2 separate regions of the Drosophila melanogaster genome follow, and region 1 is linked to region 2. The links are chromatin contacts, called in public Hi-C maps. All regions are on one chromosome and are shown on one strand. The core of a region is the stretch at or near the end of the contact, and the rest is flanking DNA. Distances in the headings are between cores, read along the strand shown.

What was found. Hi-C and Micro-C count contacts between places; a contact is called where the count stands out from the background.
Region 1: a Hi-C map of the Kc167 cell line shows a contact between it and region 2, with 3 times the contacts expected there. The contact joins the promoter of Pi4KIIIalpha here to the promoter of eIF2Bepsilon in region 2. A contact is called at or near these places in 7 of 107 Hi-C or Micro-C datasets (the D17-c3 cell line, the Kc167 cell line, the S2 cell line and 3 more).

Annotation. Positions count from the first base shown.
Region 1 is chrX:2,619,885-2,627,101 of dm6, reverse strand. It overlaps Pi4KIIIalpha (Phosphatidylinositol 4-kinase III alpha), which reads right to left and starts at 2,298. Exons shown (of 11, transcript NM_001272262.2): 1 at 1,989-2,298; 2 at 1,317-1,530; 3 at 177-1,238. The coding sequence starts at 2,084. It overlaps brv3 (brivido-3), which reads left to right and starts at 2,527. Exons shown (of 3, transcript NM_130657.3): 1 at 2,527-3,507; 2 at 3,588-4,667; 3 at 4,761-5,033. The coding sequence starts at 2,578. The coding sequence ends at 4,910. Seipin (seipin) reads right to left here. Exons shown (of 3, transcript NM_130656.4): 1 at 6,509-7,217; 2 at 5,790-6,277; 3 at 4,962-5,723. The coding sequence starts at 6,792. The coding sequence ends at 5,383.
Region 2 is chrX:1,920,900-1,927,597 of dm6, reverse strand. It overlaps eIF2Bepsilon (eukaryotic translation initiation factor 2B subunit epsilon), which reads left to right and starts at 4,724. Exons shown (of 5, transcript NM_206606.3): 1 at 4,724-4,867; 2 at 4,931-5,055; 3 at 5,129-6,417; 4 at 6,483-6,698. The coding sequence starts at 4,775. It overlaps Ocrl (Oculocerebrorenal syndrome of Lowe), which reads right to left and starts at 4,617. Exons shown (of 9, transcript NM_130606.3): 1 at 3,733-4,617; 2 at 3,313-3,499; 3 at 2,809-3,070; 4 at 2,562-2,747; 5 at 2,163-2,495; 6 at 1,219-2,095; 7 at 966-1,152; 8 at 680-904; 9 at 74-619. The coding sequence starts at 3,840. The coding sequence ends at 432.

The DNA of each region.
Region 1 (7,217 bases), core at 1,049-3,548, 700 kb before region 2:
TTGAAAATATAGTATAATCATGGAACTTTCTCCATCTAACTGACATTCAAGCTACTTCCCTCTCTCTCTCTTTCGATCTGTTTTGCAATAAAGTTGCTGCTTGGATTTTGCCATTTGCATTTGCATTTGCGCTGGAATTCAAGATCGTTTGCTCCGCGGCGTGGATGTGCGCTTACCCGTTTCGTCGCGAATGGCCCAAACCAGGAGATCGACACACGCCGCATTGGCCATCACATTGACCTTGTACTTGTTGACCACCGCGATGCCGTTCTCCTCGCGCCGCTCGCGTTCCTGATCCTGCTGTTTATTCTGCAGCTCCGTTTGGCCGTTGAGAAAGAGCCGCTTGACGAACTCCTGCACATCCTTGGTGAACGGCGTGGGCAGGTCAACCTGATGCTGCAGCAGTTCCCTGAGCAGGGTCACCAGGACCAGGTTCAACGTTTCCGAGAAGCTCTTGTAGCAATAGCCCTTGATTTGGTGCAGCGAAAATATATCGCTTGCCTGCTCGTCGAGATGTTCGAGGGTGTCTTTGGTGAGCAGCTTCTTGGACACCGCGAATATGGTCTGTAGATGCTGGATGGGAAACGGAGGCACACGATACAGTGGTCGTGGGCCGCCTTTCGTGGGCGATTCGCAGACGCGCATGTTCGGGAATTGGTTGAAACTGGAGCCGTAGCGCGTGAAGAAGTGCGTCCGCGGATCGTACGGCACCGAAAAGTAGCTGTGCAACGATGGCTTGCTGGGCTTGCCGCCCGCGCACCGCTGCCTTCCATCGTCGTAGCTTGCGTTCTGGGCCTGCGCCAGACTGCCGGACATGGAGCGCGGTATGATGGGTCGGAAGTGATGCGTGGCCGCCAGGCGTTCGCTGCTGCTGAAGGAGCCGCCGCAGGTGCCGCTGGCACTGCTGCTCGAGCCGGTGCCGTCGCGGCCGCCGCCCTTCTGGATGGGCAGCAGCTCGGGCGGAAAAATGCGGCACAGCAGCGGTGGATCGTTGCTGGCATAGCGACCCATCGATCGCGCCAAGCCGAAGAGCAGCGGCACCGTGGCCTTGCACAGGATGATGGGCGGCGGTGCGGAGCTGCTGTCCCTGCTCGACTTGACTATGTTGGCCAGCGCGCTCAGCGTTTCCACCTGATTCAGGATGATCTCCTCGCGCGAATCCGGACACTTGGCCGCTATGTCGGACAGCAGGGTGTTCAAGCAGAAGCTGAACTTTTCCGCCGACGGAATGCGAACGCCTGCCAAATGGAAGTGGGGAAGCCAGGATAAACCAACTGTGCGACAGGCCACACGAGTGGCAAGCAGCTAGTACTTACGTTCCACTTTGTTGCTCCGGGCATCGTCAATCCAGACCGCCTTCGGCAGACACTTGGCCAGACGCAGCAGATAGGGCACAATCTGGCCCTCGTGCTGGCAGCCGCCCTCCAGAAAATAAATGCCCAGCGCAATTACGGCATCCTGGGCCCGCGTGTCCAGGCAAAACACTCCGGCAGCATTCTCCTGCGGACAATACCGGAACAGGGTCTGCACCTGTGGGCGTGTAGCATGAGGAAGCCATAGATTAGTGGGGTGTGTGTCTCAGTGTCTTGTGCTTAGTGCTATTCCTATTCCTATTCCTTGACCTATACAACTCTACTCATGATATACGCCTAACTAATAGCTTCTACTGCTGGTGACCTCAGCGGATGTGAAGACAACTATATCCTACAGCACCTCTGTTGTGCCTGAATCATCAGCAGCTTTCGTGTGAGCGCTTCAGTGAGCAACAGCTGAAGATTCGCTGCACTGTTGACATTCCAATGGCACTTTTGCAAACTGAGTTGGTTTGGTGTGGGGCTCCTGCCCCACCGCCTCACTGCCTTACCGCCGCCCCCTGAGCGCCCACGCATGTCTGTTTTATGGCCGCCGCTCAAGGTCAGTGCGAAAAGTCGATTGCCAGGGGGGCTGGCGCTGTGGCTGGTGGAGTGGGTGGCCAGGTGGACATGTACCTTATCCCAGGGAGTGGGCTGGATGCCCGCCAGAACGCGGGCCAGGCAGAGAACGGTCCGCTGGTACGTGTATTTATCCGAGGCGGTCATCGTCATGGCTGCTCTAACTGGCGGCCACCTGCTCCTCCTCCGTTCGTTCGTTTCGATGCGGTTCGCTGCGGTGCGGTGCGGTTGATTCAGTGGGTCGTTTTGGGCAATCGCGCTAGGCGTTCGTCATTTTCGTGGCTCGTTCGCAAGAAATTAAATAAAACTAATTTTTTTTTATTTTACTTTCGCCAGTGTGACCAGCGCGCATTGGCTAGCAAATGTGGCGCTGGCTGCGAAGTGCGCGAGAATGAGCCGCCTAACCGAATGTCGTGTCTCGAAAAATTCGAATTAACCCTTATGCAGACCAAAATACGTTACACATTTGAAAAATGTTACATTCCAAAAGTTATTCTAATTTTGTTTCGCGTCTAGCTGGCCTTTTAGCTCACGCCACTCGTAGTTCTGAACTCGAATTGCTGGGAGAGCATTTGAAAGGCAGTGAATCGGCTAAAAAGCGGAAAATATCGAAAATATCTAAAATACGCGAAAAAAACAGCTCGAAATGAAAGTGAAAAAAACGCATTGGGCCATGTTCGCGATCACGGTGGGCATTATAATAGGCTGCATGATATGCATCGCTGTGTTCGCCGGTTTCCAGCACGAGGACGTCAAGTTCAAGACGATGCTGGTGAGCATTGTGATAGTGCTGATCTTCCAGTTCCTCATCGGTGACCCGATCAAGTTCGTTATCCTGTCCATCGACCGGGCCCTGTGGCCACCGCGGATCTATATACCGCCGCGATGTGACAAGGATGAGATGGATGAGAAGGAGGAACGCAGGGACTTCCTCAAGCAGCGCCTGATTAACAAGCGCGCCAACCTGATGCTGACCTCGCGCTACAGGAACTATAAGCTCAACGATCAGTACAAGATGATCGCCCACGATCTCTTCATCTACGGCCCGTACTTTCTCTGCCTGATGTGCCTGGTGCTGGTGACGAGGGATCAAACCCTCTACCACAACACTCGCATCATCACGGATCTGTTTATGTACAACCACACGGACTACACGGGCCTGCAGGAGGTGTACTTCCTCAACCAGCTGTTCGACTTCATCGAGTCCACTCTGGTGCTCGCCTTCAACTCGAATTCCACCGAAAGCGGTTCACCCGGCTGGGCACACGCCGAGCAATCGGTGCTACTGGGCGTGATGCGACTGCGCCAGCTGCGCGTGTCCAATCCGCAAGTCGGCCTCGGTCCACCGAAGTTCTCCGATACATACTACATGCCCGACTGGCAGCTGCCGTACCGCAAACTCCACTACTCCGACAAGTACTGGCGCATCTACGAGCCGTGGATACCCATCAAGATGGGCTTTGAGTTCCTCGACGCCCTGCTCATGAACTTCGACCATGTGGGCTCGCTCAATAGCTATCCAGAGTTGGCGGGCTACGTCAGCCTGTTGGCCAGGAGCGCGGCTAATAGCATGAAGGTGGGTGATGGGCGTGCATAATAACTAATAAAATCTCTTTAATACTCCACATACTCCGCATACCTTGCACTTCCATCCAGGTGATTGACTACCTCTCGGAGAACCACTGGCTAACGCTGAACACGTCGGCGGTGTTCATCGACTTTACGCTGTACAACGTGGACGTGAATCTGTTTAGCATTTGTACGCTGCGCGTGGAGAAGACACCATTCGGCGGCATAGTGCCCGACGTGCAGGTGGACAGCGCCAAGCTGCTGGAGAACGTCGATCAGATGCCATACACGGGACTGTTGGCACTGCTCATCTACGTGCTGGTCTTCATACAGTTCGCCCAGACGCTGGCGGTCAAGTTGTGGTACGAGCCGCATCTGCTGAAGAGCGTTTGGAACAAGCTGGATCTGTTCATCTTTATGGTCAACGTGCTGGTGGTGGTGCTGGTGGTGCTGCGCGAGTCCCTGGTGGCCAGCATGATGAAGAAGGTGGAGGGTGCCAGCAAGATGGAGTTCATCGACTTTCGGCGGCCGTCGCGCATGCACCAATTGACCACGATCACGATCGGCTTTCTGATTTGCATAACCACGCTGCGACTGTGGCGAGTGCTGCAGTTCGCCAGCGTCTTCAAGCTGTTCACCAGGACACTGTACTTGGCCTGGTCGGCGGTGGCCAGCACTGCGATCGCCATTGTCATATTCCTTATCGGCTTCTGCTTCGCCGTGGTCACCATAAATGGCAACTACAGCAGCAACTTTAACAAGTTAGTCAAGAGCATGGTGATGTGCATGTGCTACTCCTTCGGCTTTAGTGCCCAGGTGAAGCCATCGGAGCTCTTTCACGGCGGCAAGTGGCTGGGCATTCTCTGCTACGGCGTCTTGGCCTTCGTCATCATTGTGCTGCTGATCAATGTCTTTGTGTCCCTGATCAACGACTACTTTACCGTGGCGAAGACGATCAGGGACTCGGAACGGGAGAATCGGATCACTTTCTTCGAATTTCTGGTCGTCGAGTTCTCGGGCGTCTTAGGACGCTTCCGCAAGCTGCCCTGCTGGCGGAGGAACTACGTCCGCAATGGGCGTACGGTGGCGGAAAACGTGAGCCGGAAACTGGACTCCATGGACAGGCAGCGTTTGATGCGGCGAAGGTTGCGGCAGGGCCGCCATCACGTGAGTAGACCAGTATCGGCCGAGGATGCCCTGCTGGAGTACAAGGATCGCGGCGACAAGATGGTCAACGTGCACTATATTCTCAACATCCAGCTCACCTTGATCCGAATGTTTCTCTTCGACGAATATGTTGAATGGCCGCAGGAGCAGCAGAAACAGCCGGAAGCGCAAGATCCAGATCCCAATTTGGGGCCAGACGGATCGCCGCCGCAGGATAAGAGACAGGACGAGGCTGAAGCCTAAAGATGCGCGTGCTCCTTGTCAAATCTCAAGAGAAACATTTTAATTTATGTTCGTTTACAAATTCATTGGATTCGACTTTGTTTGTTGCTAAAATTTCATGTACAAATGGAATGCTTTTTTCTTAAGCTAATTGGCTTGCAATGGGAAGGTTCCCAACTGGGCATAGATAACAACGAATGAGCAACTGCATCGAAAATGCAAAGTTCAGCAATCTACAAGGCAATCTCTAACTGGATCAATAATTAATACCTATACTATGATACACTTTTGTCCACCACTTAAGTAAGAACCAGTTGAAGCTTGAAGCTAATCCGCCGGAATACTTCAGCTGGCTGTGTTCACTAACTTAGTCCTAAATCTATTTAGTCTTTGGCTCAAGCGTCGCACGGGCGTTGGTCTAGCCTTCGGTGGTTAATGGTGGTCCCTCTTTCGTTCCATATCATCTCATATCATCTCCGCCTCCATCCACTTTTCAATGGTCCGCGGTGGTCTTCTTTGTGGGACGCTTACGCAGCGCATCGGGCGATTCGCGCTTGCCACTGCGGGATTTCTTGACCAGCACCAAGTCGTCGGCATCGACGTCGCTCAGCGTGTCGCCGCCCACGTCCGCAATATCGGACTTATCACTGTAGGCAACCAGGTCGTCGTCGTCGTCGCGCAGGCTGCTCGCTTTGGAGTGTATTACGCCGGGCTCGAGCGACTTCGTGAGCCGGGCGTACTTGATTTGCACGCTATGCAGCCACTTGGCGTCGGACCAGTGGTACCAGCTGAGCAGAAAGACGACCAGTATAAAGAACAGATTGGTGCTAATGGCTGGAAAGGAAAAATAGAAATAGGATTAGCGAAGGTTGCTATGGGGAGGTATATGCGCCAACATACCCACTATGGCCGACAATACGGGCCAGTTGAACATGATGTACCGCAGACCGGTAAAATCGGCAACTATGTGCAGGGTGACCGTGTAGAACTGGATCTTCTGCGACTGTATCTCCACGTAGACATCCGTTATGGGATGTTGTCGCTCCTCCAGATACCGCGAGAATATCTCAACTGGCACCTGCTGGAACTCCTCTTTCCAGCCAAGCACATAGAGCGGACTCAGGACCCACGTGGAGATCATGCGGATCAGCGGCGAACGATAGCGCATCATGGCAGACCGACAGGAGTGACCCCTCAGCATCGAGTCGTAGTCCCTCATCTCGGCGCACACCATGAACATGCCCAGCTCGAGATTTTGCGGCGACTCCGGCATGTCGATGTTCACGATCACCTTGTACGCCTGGCCAACCATCAGGAGTTGCTGCTTCTTTGTCAGCGAGACGTGCGCGTGCGGAAAGGTGCAGGGCGTGCTGGTCTCCAGGCAGGTTCTGCGGAATTCAACGGCATTGTTTTATTGGGCACTAAGTCTAGAGCGGCTAACTATGAATCAAACAACTTGACAATTACCAACTAGCTTGCAATAGCCAATCGCATGGACTGATAAGCAGATTAGGTCTACATATATTTATGGACAAATGGCCTATATTTAGATAAATGTACATGGCACAGGAAGAAAACCTGTAGCCACATCGATTTCCTTCACATTCGAAGCTACTCACTTGAACTGCATGTGAACGGGTCGGGTGTGCGATATGGCCGGCATGTAGACGTAGTAGAAGGCGGCGTACATGAAGACCGCCAGCCAGATGATGAGCACCACGGCGAAGGCGATGAGGCCCAGCCGGAGGACCAGCTCTCGCACCGTGCCCACCTTCTCGTCCGCCTTGCTGCGCACGCGATCGTAGACATTCCAGCCCAGATTCACGGCCGGCCGAATGAGGAAACGTCGGCCCAGACCCAGAGGATCCAGGGCGAAGACGATTAAGCGCAGCAGGATGTTCATGGTGGCAGTCAAGCACTAGCTGCAACTGGAACAGCAATTAGCCAAGCTAGGTATTTTGTATTCTGCTGCTATCAGCGCCGATCCGCGATTGCTTATCGTTTCCCGATCGCCAGTGCCCAATTTCCAGTTTCCAATTCCCGATAGTGGCCACCGCGTCGAAGTCGTCTCTTTCTCTCTCTGTGGGATTTGCATGGACTCTATCGACTGCTGATTCACATATGGCGCAATGGCTGTGATCCATCTATCCGCGATCCCCAGACGTTGTACCGGCGGCTCAAAGGTCAGTGCCGAAACGATTTTGTTTCCAATTTTATGGCTTCGGAGTGATAATGATAGTGATTACACTGGCCAACACGGCGTACGGTTGGACTGCAAAGTTACCGTTCCCAAGGCGCCAAATACTTTGATTTGAGTACAGAAGACAA
Region 2 (6,698 bases), core at 3,475-5,974:
TTAATTTTGAAAATTTTGGCGGGCGTGGCCAAATATGTGAACAGCCAATGTAGAGATTTTTCAGAATATTGATACTGTATGTAACGGTGTTATTTATTTTCAGTTGCAACTGAAACGGGGATGTAAGAGGGTCACTTCATTAATTTAAACTAACAAACAATCGTGCTAAACGAATTACTTATTTACACAATTCATTTATCTTTGCGTTGCTGGTTGCGTGTCTCCATGGATTTGTGATGCAGGCGGGGACAACCGAGTTGGAATGAACGGAGGGCGGGCACAAACAATTAACAGTTAAAACAGAGAAGATATAAATGCTAAGTGCCAACAAAGTACCAACAAATAAAATAAATAGCTTAACACTATGCGTAACTATCAACAGAGTAGTACATCTATCGCTCGCTTCCGATTCGGCGGCACAGCTGCGGCGACTATGCCTGCAGACCCGCCCGGGTCCCAGATCCCGAGCCTGTTCCAGTTCCGGCGCCCTCATTGCCGTTGCCCATTGCCTCGACGTCGGTGTCGATGAAGAGCCGCATGAACTGTATGCATCGGCTGTGGTAGTCCATCCAGGCGGCACGCTCGGTGCTTCGCAACAGAATGCGGCCAAAGGTGGATGCTGTGTGGGAGGAATGGCGTTACGATGGTGGTACAATGCTGCTGGAGCTTCTCTACCTACCGACTTGATGCAGATCATAGAACTGACTCTCGATGCCCGCGCGCAGGAACATACAAAGGTGCATGAAAACATTGCGCTTGGGGGGACTTAACAGCGAAATGTAGTCCATAGCCTGCGACTTGTTGGTGCACTCCAGCAGATTCTCGACCACCGGCTCCAGCAGAGCATGCTCCGGCAGATCCAGCAAAAGCAGCAGCGCCTGCGCAGCCGTCTCTGCGTTGGCAGCTGTAGATTGTAAGGGAATATTCACAACTATTATGGTGGCAATCTAATAGAGTCCACTTACGGAACGGATCATCCGACCAGGTGTCCAACCAATCGCGCACCGAGTTAAATTGAGCGCCGAGGGAGAGACGCGAGTCGTAGGACGGGAAGGCGCCCACCTGCTTGGAGCCCTGCCTGTACAGATAGTCGATCAGCAGAAAGAATTCCCGGGGCATCGTCACACGGTATTCCGGTGATTCGTCATTCATCTGCAACGAAACGTGGTTCGTGATCAGTAGAAAAACTTCGTAATTACAAAAATGAAGGGAACTCACGAGTTGCTTAATCTGATCTTGGGAATACTCGCTTAATGGACGGTCGGTGCGGCACATCGTCTCCATGGAAAGGCCAAAGCAACTGGGCTGATAGTCGCCCGTAACCGTGATGAAGATGTCACGCCCGTTCTCCACGTGCAGGATGAGAATATCGAAGTTGTCGCTAGCACGGATCTTGCGAAGCAAGCCGGCAATGGTGCGCACATTGGCGTTCATTTTCAGCCGAATGCTTCGGGCGGAGTCGATCAGCAGCGAGTCTTGGCGCGGATCGACGTGCAGCCATGGCTCGCAGATGGCGTGTATATCCTTCTCTTTGAAACTGAAGTCCACAGGTAGTGGGCAGTTGTTATAGACGTTGAAGTCCCGTGTGCTCGGCTCGTTAAATCGCACAGTCCCGAAATCGATGACCGTCTTCTCGACATTGATCTGTGGCTGGTTGTCGTTCTCCCGCTTGTCCACTGCCTTCAGCACCTCCTCCTGCACCCGTTTGTACTTGACCTCATCGCGAGTCTTGACCTTGACCTGGAACACGGCGTACACGGGCTTGTGATCGCTCTGCCGAATCTCCATGATGCTGTTGTAGGCCAGCTGCTCGATGCGCGTGCCCTTCCAGAGCACTCGATCGCAGTAGGCCGGCGCCCGCTGCTTCTCGCTGCTGTCGTAGTTGTCCGTGCCCGGATCATACTTGTACGTCGGCCGGAACTTGATCTCGCCCTCGGTGTAGCCCTCAAAGCACTTTCCACGCCGCATCTCCTGACGTAGCTGGTCGTACTGCAGTAGCAGCTCGTATGTCTGGGCATCGCTCAGTGGTCCTGGTCGCTGTTGGCCGGGCGGCTCCTGGATGCGGTAATTCAAATCGCCGACCCAGAAGATGTGACTAGAAAAAGACAGAGATGGAGTGAAATAATACTGACTTATACTTATGCCTTCTTCCCCAAACTTACTCATGGTCACTGATTGTTCGGCCATCATCGAAGCGTATGCCCTCCACGATAGCGTTGTAGTCCTGATTCCGCTCCTCCACGTAGCCCATGTGGGCGGCCAGGTGGGAGTTCACAAAGCAGATGTTGCCCTCGTTGAGCTGCAGGCTAATGGCGACACCGCCCTTGTTGCCTAGCGTATTGAAGATGCCGCGGGCCACCGACTTTGGTCGGCAGCGTATGATGTGCTGCCGCAGCTGCTTGCGCACGATGACCGTCAGCATGGTGGCCACCAGGCGGTGCGACATCAGGATTTCGTACTCTACGTCAGGGTGGACGCTGTCCATCATCTTATCGCTGCGGGAGAAAGAACCAACTTAGACTCTCGGTAACGAGGCTATATAACTTATGTGGCACACTCACATCCATTGCTTCTCGATGGCCTGCACCTGGGTGGAGTTCAACATAGCCTTTGTGGGAGTATCTAGCTCCTGCAGTCCAATCGCGTAGATATCCGGCGGCTTCTCACTGCAAGCCAGCCAGGCTCGCAGTGGATTGTTGCTGTCGCTGCAGGTCTTGTTGTTCACATTCCAAGTGGCGCAGTAGATGCTGCAAGGATTGAATAAATGTGCGTGAGAACTCTTGCTTGACAGGGCATTTTCCATCTCACATTATGTCCTTGTAGACAATGTACTCGCTCTCCCGCTTCTTCAGCTCCTGCTTCACTTCTCCGATTTGCCGGTAGTCATTCAGCCACCTGAAGTTAAGCACCGTCTCGGGATCATGCTGCGCCATGGTGCTCTTGAAGGAAATCACCTTGGCCACAAACTCCTCGTAGTGGTGGCTCTCCGTGGCGTAGTAGTAGTACTTGATGGGGCCATCCTCGGCTGTGGACAGGTCAAACTGTTGCGTGGTGATCGAGCTCTTGCTGTCTGCAAAAAATTTGGAAAATGATATATGAAAAAGAGCGAGCTTTCACTAATTAGTTTGCTTTCATCTCAGCTGAAACTATTTGAGATACCAATATTATCATAAGTAAATGCAGTCGTAATCTGTTATGGCCAATAATGAGCGCAAACTTATTGGTTTTGTGACTACTTGACAAACAGTTACTGGGCAATTTGTTTGGCTAGCATAGTCAAGCTGTGTGATGAACATGCACCCTTCATCTCACCCTGTCGCAACTGGAAATTGTGGTCGATTGCGAACACCTTGTTGATGATCAGCTCGTTCGCGGAGGACAATGGAGTGCGCAAGTAGGAGAACGCGATGATGGCAAACGTGCCGCCCGACTGCGATGAAACCAGGGCCAGAAGACGGTTGGAGTACTCTGGTCCTTTGATCTGATACGCCTCGAATATCTATAAGCAAAGGATTGTTTAATAGCAGCCGTTTTAGGTTTTTTTCTGAGCGAAGACGTGAGTGTGATTTAGGCGTAAGGTTACTTGTTAGCGATAATTAATCATCATTTTAGTGTATTTAGCATGTTTCCTGCTAATATTCGTCATTATACTTTAAAAGTCAATCATGATTGACCAACACTCCTTTCTAAACCTTCGCCTGCTTTGATTCGCCAGATCTGATGATTGCTTACGTATTCTATGGTCTCGTCCTCCTTGAAGCGCTCCTTGACAATGTCCTTGGTCGTCCTGGTGGCCGCAGTCGCGGTTCCATTGGCCACTGCCTCGCTCAACGTGTCCATTTGTCTCCGGATTCTGAGTACTGATAGGGTTTTCGAGTGCGCTTCGCTTTCCCCGCCAAGTCGGATTCTCCTCCGCCGCCTGTTTGCGAAGAGATGGCTGCGCTAATCGCTGAATGAAGGGCAGTACTTGAGGGGTTTTTCTTCTGCGTCGATAAATGTGCGTGTAGATATGGATATGGGCTGTATGGACAGTTTGCTTGTTTGCGTCGTTGCTCTTTTCTATTTATAGTTGGCGCGAACGCCCAGTGACTTGTCTTCGTCTGCTGCGGGGTCGCCTGCGAATGGGAATTCTTCGGGTCTTCGCTGGACTGGGAGCTGGCTGCTTGGTTTCTGGTGGCGAGGGCGTCACTGCAACTGGCCGGGGGGTGACCCTGCTCTTGGGCAGCGCGACCGTGGCGGAAGAGCAGTTGAGTTGTGGAATCGTGTTCAGTGCTTATCGCAGCCGTTTGTTTGTTTTCTCGCTTGCTGTGTTGTTGTTGTTGTTGCCTCCATCAAGGTGGGTGTATCGCACACACACGCACACGCACACACTCGCGCCCAGGGGCACTTATTCATCGGCAATGCGATGACAATTATTGGCAATCCAGCGCGATCTTACTAGGCTCGGCCGGCTGATGGGGCGCGGGAGAGGTGGGTGTTAGTACACACAGCACAGACAGAGTGGCACGCGTGCTAATTACCGCGCTGCGATCATTATTTATTTCCAATTATTTTCCGGGCGACTCTTGTAGCCGTTTTCGCGGTGTGACCAGTGTGGCAATGCTACGAAATGCGGCGTTCGAGCGAGTCCAATCAGAATTGGTTGGCGACCCGACTAAGCGTGTGACCAGCCTGCAAGTGCCATTACATACCGCATACCGCGTGCCGCAATCGCTCCAGTGGCCAGCAAACGAGTTGAATTTTTGGGGAAACTACTGGGTTGCAACGCGAGAAGATGGCCCAATTCGAGAAGGAGATCGTTCAGGCGGTGCTGATCGCCGACAACAATGTGTGGAACTTCAAGCCCCTCTCCGACGAGGGCTCTACGGTGAGTGAGCGCCACTGGAATAGGTGAATATCCATTGACTGTCGACCGTTGGATTCTTTGCAGGCCCTGCTGCCGCTGGTCAACGTGCGGATGCTTGACTACGCTCTCATGGCGCTGAACCGCAGCGGCGTGGAGGAGGTGTTCGTGTACACCAGCCTCTATCGCTCGAGCATCCGGGAGCACATCAGGTGGGTTCAGTTGCGGCAGCTGGCAGGATGATGCAATTATGGGTGCTAAACGCTCGATTCGCGTTTTTTGCAGGGCCGGCATTGCCACGGACGCAGCCTGGTCATTCAAGATGACCGTCCATGTGATTGGCGGCGAGGGTTGTCGCTGCTTCGGCGATGCCATGCGTGATTTGGACAATAAGGCGCTGATCCGTGGCCACTTCATTCTGCTCGGCGCCGATACGGTGACCAATGCCGATCTGCGCCCAGTGCTGGAGCAGCACAAGCGGCAGGCCAAGTTCGACAAGGGCACGGCCGCCACGCTGGTGTTCAAGGAGTGTGCCAACAATGTGCGCACTGGCAACGAGGTGCTGATCGCCGTGGACCGTCGCAACGACCGGCTGCACTACCACCAGCGGCTGCGGATGCACCACAAGGAGAATCGCTACCAACTACCACTAGATGTCTTTCTGGGCAACTCGTGTGTGGCGCTGCACCACAACCTCCTAGATCCGCAGATTGCCATTGGCTCGCCCTCAATGCTGTCCCTGTTCAACGACAACTTTGACTTTCAGACGCGTGATGACTTCGTCAGGGGTTTGTTGATAAACGAGGAACTGCTGGACAGCAGGATATATGTGGCACTGCTCCCGGCAGCCCAGTACGCGCACAAGGTGAACAACTGGCCGGCCTACCAGCTGGTTAGTCGGGACATTATCAACCGGTGGGCCTACCCCTTCGTTCCGGACATAGGCCTTTACAAGCTGCAGCAGGAGTACGTCTTCCACAAGGACAACATCTACAAGAGCCCCGAGGCGCATGTCTCGAAAGTGGCTTTGCTCCAGAACGTGGTCATCGAAGCGGGCAGTCACGTAGACAGTGGCTCAGTGATTAGTGACAGCGTGATTGGCGCCAATTGCCGGATCGGCAAGAACTGTCGACTGACCAATGCGTTCCTCATGGCCGACGTCACCGTAATGGACAACTGCAGACTGGAGCACTGCGTGGTGGGCGAAGGAGCCATCATCAACGAGGATTGCGACGTGAGCGCGGGCTGTGTGCTCGGTGCTAAAAGCGTGCTGCCTGCCAAGAAAACGCTGGCGAAGACCCTTATCACCAGAACGCCCAGCAGACGGCGTAGCGATGATGAGGTGGTAGTGGAGCTGAAGTCCATCGGTCCGCATGCCTATATTGTCAGCGATTTGACGACGGGTGATCCCGAGGACTCGGAGTGCGAGGACTTGTTGCCACAGCAGCCGCTCAGTATACCCAAAATGGGAGACTTGCTGGCGCCGCTGGACGAGATCAGTTACTGCAGCGATTTTAGCGAGGACGACGAGGATGCCTCGCGAGCGGTAACGCCACTGCCCGATGACACAAACAGTGAGTGTTGTCCACAAGTGCAGTTGAAAGTCATTCTAATCATGTTTACCAATTGCCAATTCTAGTTTTCCTGGGCGAAGTCATCGATTCCTTGACACGGGGCTTCCGGGAGAAGTCCAACCCTGACTTCCTTGTCCTAGAAATCAACTCCTCGCGCTATGCGTACAACATGTCCCTCAAAGAAGTCAACTTCAACGTGGTGAAGGCCGTTTTTGGCATGCAGAGCATCGTGGAACCGGCCAACGACAACGTACTAGTGGCCATAAACGCAGCCTTTAAAC